Regions from separate parts of the Mus musculus genome. Here region 1 is linked to region 2. Evidence: chromatin contacts called from public promoter capture Hi-C data. All regions are on one chromosome and are shown on one strand. The core of a region is the stretch at or near the end of the contact, and the rest is flanking DNA. Distances in the headings are between cores, read along the strand shown. Region 1 holds the start of Dgkg (diacylglycerol kinase, gamma). Region 2 has its middle 47 kb from the start of Tra2b.

Region 1 (3,643 bases), core at 668-3,167, 340 kb before region 2:
ATGTTGTCCCAACTCTTGCCTGCAGCCATGCCTTCCCTATCCAGGCTCTCCTTCAAGTTAGCCTTCTCTAGAATGAGTCCGGACTAGGGAGAGACAAATGGTTTTCTGTGACACATGTGCAACTGTGGTTGCCTCCTCAGGGATGCAATTCAGAAGAGAAGAACTGCATCTTCCACAGTCACTCAGCCCAGCACAGCAAAGACATATACAGTAAGATTACAGCTCAATGGAGATGGTGTATACAGTAAGCCTATGCCCAGTGAAGATGTATACAGTAGGCCCATGCTTGGTGAACATATATACATTAAGCCTATGCTCAAGGAAGATGTATACAGTAGGCCTGTGTTCTGTGAGTATGTGTACAGTAAGCCTGTGCTTGGGCCTGCCTTTTTAAAAGACAAGACACTAACATTTCTAAGCCCTTTCTGTCTTTCCATTCCTCTTTTCTCCCAGGTGAGGTCCATGACGGGAGTCAGTGCGAAGTGCCTGAAAAGATAGCAGGAACTTTAATAAATATTCTCGGAATGAGTAAGTCAGTACCTGACATGGAAACAAGAAGATGAAGGACAAACTCACACACGTGTTACAGAACACCCTCACACCAAGTGTGTCAGCCTGGCTGAGGGCAGCTCTGAGAAGCTACCCAGGGGCCCTGGATCAAAGAATGGATTGTGGATGAAGTGTGAGCACAGGGTATCATCCATCCATCCATTGGCTTTGCCCTTATCATCATGCGGAAGGAAGTGTAAGAGCTCTCAGGACTTCTGTTCTGTCTTGGTTCCATCACCCCCTGCTAGTGGCCAGGGATGAGTTAACCACTGGGTCTTTCAGTGCTTTTCAACAGTCACGTCTGCAGCTTCCTCCCCAGATGCCTAGACACACAGTCCCCTGCTCCTCTGCGTTCCGAAAAAAAAGCTTTTCTTGGCTGCAGTTCCACACAGGGACCTCCACTGCCCACTGGCAGAAGAGAATTCTTGGCTGTGGAAACGGGTGAACTCCACATATTTTACAGATGAGAGTAAACTCCTGGTGACTCTAAATGTGGTGTGAAACTGACAAAAGTCATTCTGTTGAAATAACATCGCCGCTGCTGCCACCCTACGCAGACACCCGCGTCATGGAAAGAAAAGGTCCCACAGGTCCCCGTGCCTCTGCCACTGCAGCCTCTTGGGCCTTATCCTCAATCCCACGTCATTTTCTCTAATTTTCTACTTTTCCTTTTTTTTTTCTAGTTCTCTTTTTTCTTGTGCATGTATATTTTGTTTGTTTTAGAAGTGTTTTATTTGTCCTGTAGGAAGACTACCCAATGTCATGCAAAGACAAAGGAGAAAAATCATAATCTTTAGTCCTGAGACCTTACCCATCCATCAGAGCCCCTTTCTGCTTAGCTAGATTGATCCCGACCATGTATGCCTGCAGAGGAGAAATAATCACCAATCTGCTGCCACTGGGTCAAGATTGTCAGAAATGTCCTTCTGGACGGGATCGATGACAATGGACATCAGAGACAGCGAGTTCCTAGAAAACAGAGAACTTGTTGATTTATTTTTATGTTAATATATTTTTCTTTGCTTTGGTTGGAATATTTAGGCAGCTCAGACCCCTAGGTTTCTAGGTTAAGGAACGTAAACAGCCAGAGGACATTGTATTTTTCAAGTAATGTCCTCTACCTTGATGTCAGCTGGTTTCTCACAGCCACCAACCAGCACTCTGACCAAAGCCCTGCCAGCCAGGAGTGCCCTGATCATGTACAGAGGTTCCCACCCAACGCATCCGTGGGTGTGCGAGTGTGCGCGCAGCACGTGTTTATGTGTGTGCACCAGTGTGTTTGTGGGGTGCGCGTGTGTCTGCGCGCGCGGGTGTGTGGCGGGGGCGGGCACTGCGCCCGGGGGGCAGGGCTCCGCAGCGAGAGTGGCAGCTGGACTTGCGATGCTGCGAGGGACAGGGTGCAGAGCCGCAGTGCCGTAGCGGGTAGCAGAGGCAGCCTTCCCTTCCAGCAGCGAAGGCGGAAGACCCCGGGGCGCCAACCCTGGTGGCTGCCTGATGTCTCCGCCCCAGAGAGGGCTGCACCGGGAGATCGCCCGGGCGCCCGCTTCGGTCCCCTTCTGTCTCTCGGTTCCTCTTTCCTCCCAAGTAAGGGAATAAGCGGCTAGGAGGGAGCGCCCCCGGCAAGCGCGCAACCAAGTGTTGCATGGTGAGGTAAGACCGCGACCGCGAACCAGGGATCACCAGTTTGGGGGGACCCGGCAGCAACTTGGAGAGCCAGGGCAAAGCAAGAGTGGGTCCCGCGATAGGGAAAGGAACTGCAGACGAGGCCCCTGCGCTCATCTTGACCGCGCCACCTGCCACAAACCCTGGCCAGAGGGGATGCGCCAGTGGACTGGGCAGGGTGGGGCCCCCTCCCTATGTGGTCGGTGCAGAAGCGAAGGTGTGCAGAGGACAAGCGGCCTTGCTTCGGGCAATTTGCTGAAGCAACTGGTCAAATGCCATCCTTTCTTACGTTGACTCCAGGGTATCCAGAGCGCGGCACAGGGAACCCGAGGGCTGCGGGGAGCAGAGAATGTCTTTCTGCTGTCTGGCCGCCAGAGCCTCTGACAGTCTCGCAGGGTTCTGAGACTTTGGGACACTCCAAGTTCAAAGCCTCTAGGGTGGTGGGTTTAGAGAGAAGCTGAAGAGAATACAGACACCTTGGCAAATAAAAGGGGTAGCGTCGTGGGAATCTAATATCGGCCTGTTTCTTTTGGGTCACAAGACCTGTCTGTGTTGGTATCTCTATAAGGGAACCTCCAGAATTACCTGTGGGGCTGTGAGGCCGTGGGACATACACGAGAACTCCTCAAGACCCCCGCACACATATCTCCTGATGTCTCTTTCTTCAGAACTAGTGAACTAGAATTTGAGGAGGGGGCTGTGGAGCTCGTAAAAGCCCTACAGGTGATTCAGGGGCTCTGCCTCCATCCCTGCTGTGGACAGGGAAGAAAAGCACCATATGCAAGCAGTCCCGTTGTGCAATTCTGGGTAGCTAGGTAGCGGAGAGACCCCTCCCTCAGTCGCCGGGGGTGGGAGGAGGAGGGCACCAGGAGGGTCTGCTGAGGGGCCAGATGACATGTGACTGAACCACAGTGGCGTTCAAGAGTGCTGGGTGGACCTGCGGACTCACTTGTCCCGGCTGCTAGATTATCTGTCCGTGCCTCATTAGCATACGATGGCCTCCCTGTGGGGAGCAGGACCTAGGAGAACTGTTTGTCAAGCTTTCGGTTCGGGGCCTTAGGGGACACATCATAGATCTAGAGATGTACAATGACCACCTCCAAACATCATGAGGGACAGTAGTCTGCCCTTCTGGTCTGGAAGGGGACATCGACTTTGTTATCTTGGTGCCTGGGATTCAGTGTTCATAAAACGCAGCTTCAGGATCCACTTGCTGGAGTACAGGGTATCCCCACAGTCAACAAAGGACTGAAGGAGTGACATTGGCTCACGGGGCAAACATCAGAAAACAAATGTGTGTGAGAACACACACACACACACACACACACACAGAGAGAGAGAGAGAGAGAGAGAGAGAGAGAGAGAGAGAGAGAGAGAGAGAGACTGTTTACAACTATAACCTTCTCAGTCTATGGGTGTCCCCTAACATGGG
Region 2 (3,338 bases), core at 532-3,031:
GAAAAAAAATTAAGAAGACAAACCTGGTTGTGGTTGTGCACACCTTTGCTCCCAGCACCTAAGAGGCAGAGGCGGGCGGGTCTCTGAGTTCAAGGCCAGCCTGGTCTAGAGTTCCAGGACAGCCAGGGATAGACAGAGAAACCTTGAAACCCTGTAGGGGTGGGGATGGCAGGGGATGGACATATATACAAAAAAGAGGAGGAGGAAGAGGAGGAGGAGGAGGAGGAGGAGGAGGAGGAGGAGGAGGAGGAGGAGGAGGAGGAGTGTTGTACCCATGAACCTGTGGTTTTCTGCTCAAAGCTTGAGTGAAGTCAAGCCAGTGAACATTCTAGCATGGAGTGAAAATAAGCTCACACCCCTAACTGAGAAGTTATTAAGGATAGACGGCTTCTGGGGAGGGAGTTGGTTTTCCTTGAATTCCGTGGAAGGCACCACATCCAGGAGTGAGTACATGAGCAACACAGCTTGAAGTCAACAGATCACTAAAAGTAAAATGGATCGGAAGTTAGGGGGCAGGAGTAGAGTATGAATATAATCAAATAATTGTATGAAAGTTTCAAAGAATTAAAATTTGTTTACAGTGAGAAAACAGGCTGGGTGTGGTGGCTTGAGAATTTGGTCACAGCACAGGAGGAAGCAGGTTAGTTACAAGTTCAAGGCCACCTGAGTCCACAGAGCAGATTTTAGGTCAGCTATGGCTACATAGTGAGACACTATCTCAAAGGGACAGGAAGAGGAGGAGGAGGAGCAGGAGAAGGAAGAGAAGCCAAAACAACCAGAAAACAGAACAAGGTGCCCTGTGAGAGATTCGGCCTTGAGTTGACCCTTGTTGAATTTTAGGAGCTGCTATCGAGGAAAGTGGGGAATGCTGGGTACGTGGAGGAAGTGCTATTAGCCAGGACAGGAAGTCAGGAACTACCAATTTCTCCAACCGGAAGGTGGTGAGCCTGCTAGTCAGAGAACCATAGAGCTGAGACGATGGGCTAAGGGTTTCACAGAACAGTCTTTTCCCTTGTGTTTTGTTGTTTGTTTGGGTGGGTGGTGGGTTTTTGTTGTTTTTTTCTTAAGCAGACTACACATAACTTGCAGCCCTCCTGCCTCCTGCCTCAACCTCCCCAACTGTAACTAAAGCCACATGTCCTTGAGCCCAACAAACATCCCCTTTACCACACATTTGTTCAAGTGTCAGTCCCGTTTGATGGAAGGGTAAAGGGATGGTATGTATATGAGATGTCCTGAGCAGCTGGGCTTCCAGAGCTGTTGATCACAGCCAGGGAAGGCAAGCTGAACTCCAACTTCAAACAAAGAAATCTCTCCTCCCCTCCCCCCAGCATAGCTGATGCTGGCCTCAAAATCATTGTATAGCCAAGGATAACCTTGGGCAATCATGCACTCTAACATGGGCATGCACTCTAGCATGGGCAATCATGCACTCTAACAACTGAGCTGCATTCCCAGCTCCCAAATGTCTATTTCTTGCCAAAAGAAGGCCCAGAAAGACTACACTGTCTACCCTGTCCCCCATCAGCCCCTGGATAAGATCCAAGCACACTGGAGTCCAGGCTAGCCAAAAGCATGAGAGCCACTTTTGGAGAGAGACAGCAGAAAAGCTCCGATTTTCCTGTTAAATCCCCCCATTGGCCTCAGAAATGTTAAAAATAAACTTTCACCTGCATCTGATTTCCTTTTGTTATCTCGGCCATTGTTGAACAAAGAGGTAACTGGGGCCTCTCTGGGCAGCTCATAGAGGTCACCTCTGAGCCCAGATGGGAGGGACACAGAGGATCAGCAGGAGTGTCATTAGAAATCAAAAACTCTTTAGAACTTCCAGGTTCCTGAGCTTGAACCCAGGCCCTGCAGCTTGAGCCAGCTCTGCCAGCCCTATCCGGCTCTCAGGTTTCCTCCTATGCCGTTTGCTATAGAATGGGATCCTTGGATTCTTTCCTCTGTTAGGTTTGCAACTTAGACCCCCAATCTACAGAGGGGTGATTTAAATAGGAAGAGAAAGCACAGCGTAGGCACTGAGGAACTAGTCCCTCACACTGGAAGCAGTAGATTGCCATGGACAGGATTTGGGCTAGAGAGTTGAACAGTCAGGCTCACTCAGGATAGTTACTTTCAACCTTGTGACATTATGCAAATTACTTGACCTTTCTGATCCCTTTTTCCTCTTTGTAAAACAGGCACAACGTGAATTGCCCTTAGTTGTATGGAAATTCATTTCTGGTTCAAATAAAGTTCAAAGTAGGTATTTCTAATCTGTGGGATTTTTTTATATTTTAATGTTTACCATTTTCAATTGTGTGCGTGTGCACAAACACCTTAGTGCAAGTGCCTCCCGAGGAGGTCCAAAGCATCCGAAGTTCTGGGCTCTGGAGTCACGGGTAGACTAAGCTGCTCAGTGCAGGTGCTGGGAATTAACTGGGTTCCTTGGGAAGAACAGCACACATTCTTAACTAATAGACCGTCATGTTAGCCCCTTAAAGAGATATGCTTGTTTATTTATTTAATTTATTTATCTCTTGAGTTGGGGCTGTTCTTCGACATGAAGTTTCTGTAGCTGGGGCCACCATTCCCTAAATGTAGTTTTCTGTGAGCATCAGTACATGGTGAGGATGAAGTAGCATTGCAACAGAGCTAAGAGCTGTGCACAAGCCTAGAAGCATCCTGCATCACTTCTGGGGTTTTTTTTTGTTTGTTTGTTTGTTTTGGTTCAGTTTTGGCTTTTTGAGACAGGGTTTCTCTATGTAGCCCTGAGTGTCCTGGAACTCACTCTGTAGACCAGGCTGGCCTCGAACTCAGAGCCCCCGCCTGCCTCTGCCTCCCAAGTGCTGGGATTAAAGATGTGCACTGCCCTCGCCCGGCTCCTGCATCACTTCTGATCGTAACTGGAGCATCTGTAAGTCGGCTACACAGCTGCAGTTCACTGCAGAATGTACTAGGAAATGAGGCCCAGCTGCGTGCCAGGAAGAGCAGGCATCGTCTCCCCAGTCTTTGCCACACACATTAATGAAGAAAAAGAAGAGGCTGACCTAACTGCAGACAACAGATGTGTAGCTGTTGGGTGACTCCTTCCATCCCATCAGGGCCAAGCGCTTGACCCTTGTAATGACACAGACAGGAGCTACAGCTGCGCAGCCCCTGCAGCCCCACAGTCACAGGCCCACACTTCCCTATTGCCAAAGAGCAGGATCTGTCACCCTGCTCTGACTCCTTCCCCTGATCAGGACATTTCCCACATGATACCTACAGTGTCAGGTCACGAAGTCCCTACTCTGCCACCAAATCAACCTGCTCAAGGAGGCAAGCCCTAATGTCAGGAAGCCACCATCTTAGGA

The links. Promoter capture Hi-C pulls out the DNA fragments that hold promoters and counts their contacts.
Region 1: a contact with region 2 is called in a promoter capture Hi-C map of embryonic stem cells, with 3 times the contacts expected there. The contact joins the promoter of Dgkg here to the enhancer-like site in region 2. A contact is called at or near these places in 13 of 39 promoter capture datasets (the 3T3-L1 cell line, the C10 cell line, HPC-7-derived erythroid cells and 7 more), 1 of 15 datasets of contacts at CTCF or cohesin (large pre-B cells), 2 of 115 datasets of contacts at active chromatin or transcription factors (embryonic stem cells and stem cell-derived neural progenitor cells) and 3 of 9 other capture datasets (embryonic stem cells, liver and pancreatic islet).

The regions. Positions count from the first base shown.
Region 1 is chr16:22,655,505-22,659,147 of GRCm38.p6, reverse strand. Dgkg (diacylglycerol kinase, gamma) reads left to right here and starts at 1,917. Exons shown (of 25, transcript NM_138650.2): 1 at 1,917-2,199.
Region 2 is chr16:22,311,329-22,314,666 of GRCm38.p6, reverse strand. No RefSeq gene overlaps it. Among named protein-coding and RNA genes, the nearest start is that of Tra2b, 47 kb to the right of the region's middle. Within about 2 kb of position 1,781, at least 8 of the 459 cell types and tissues checked have an H3K27ac peak or open chromatin away from gene starts, as enhancers often do. A contact at or near this core is called in embryonic stem cells, where this site is marked.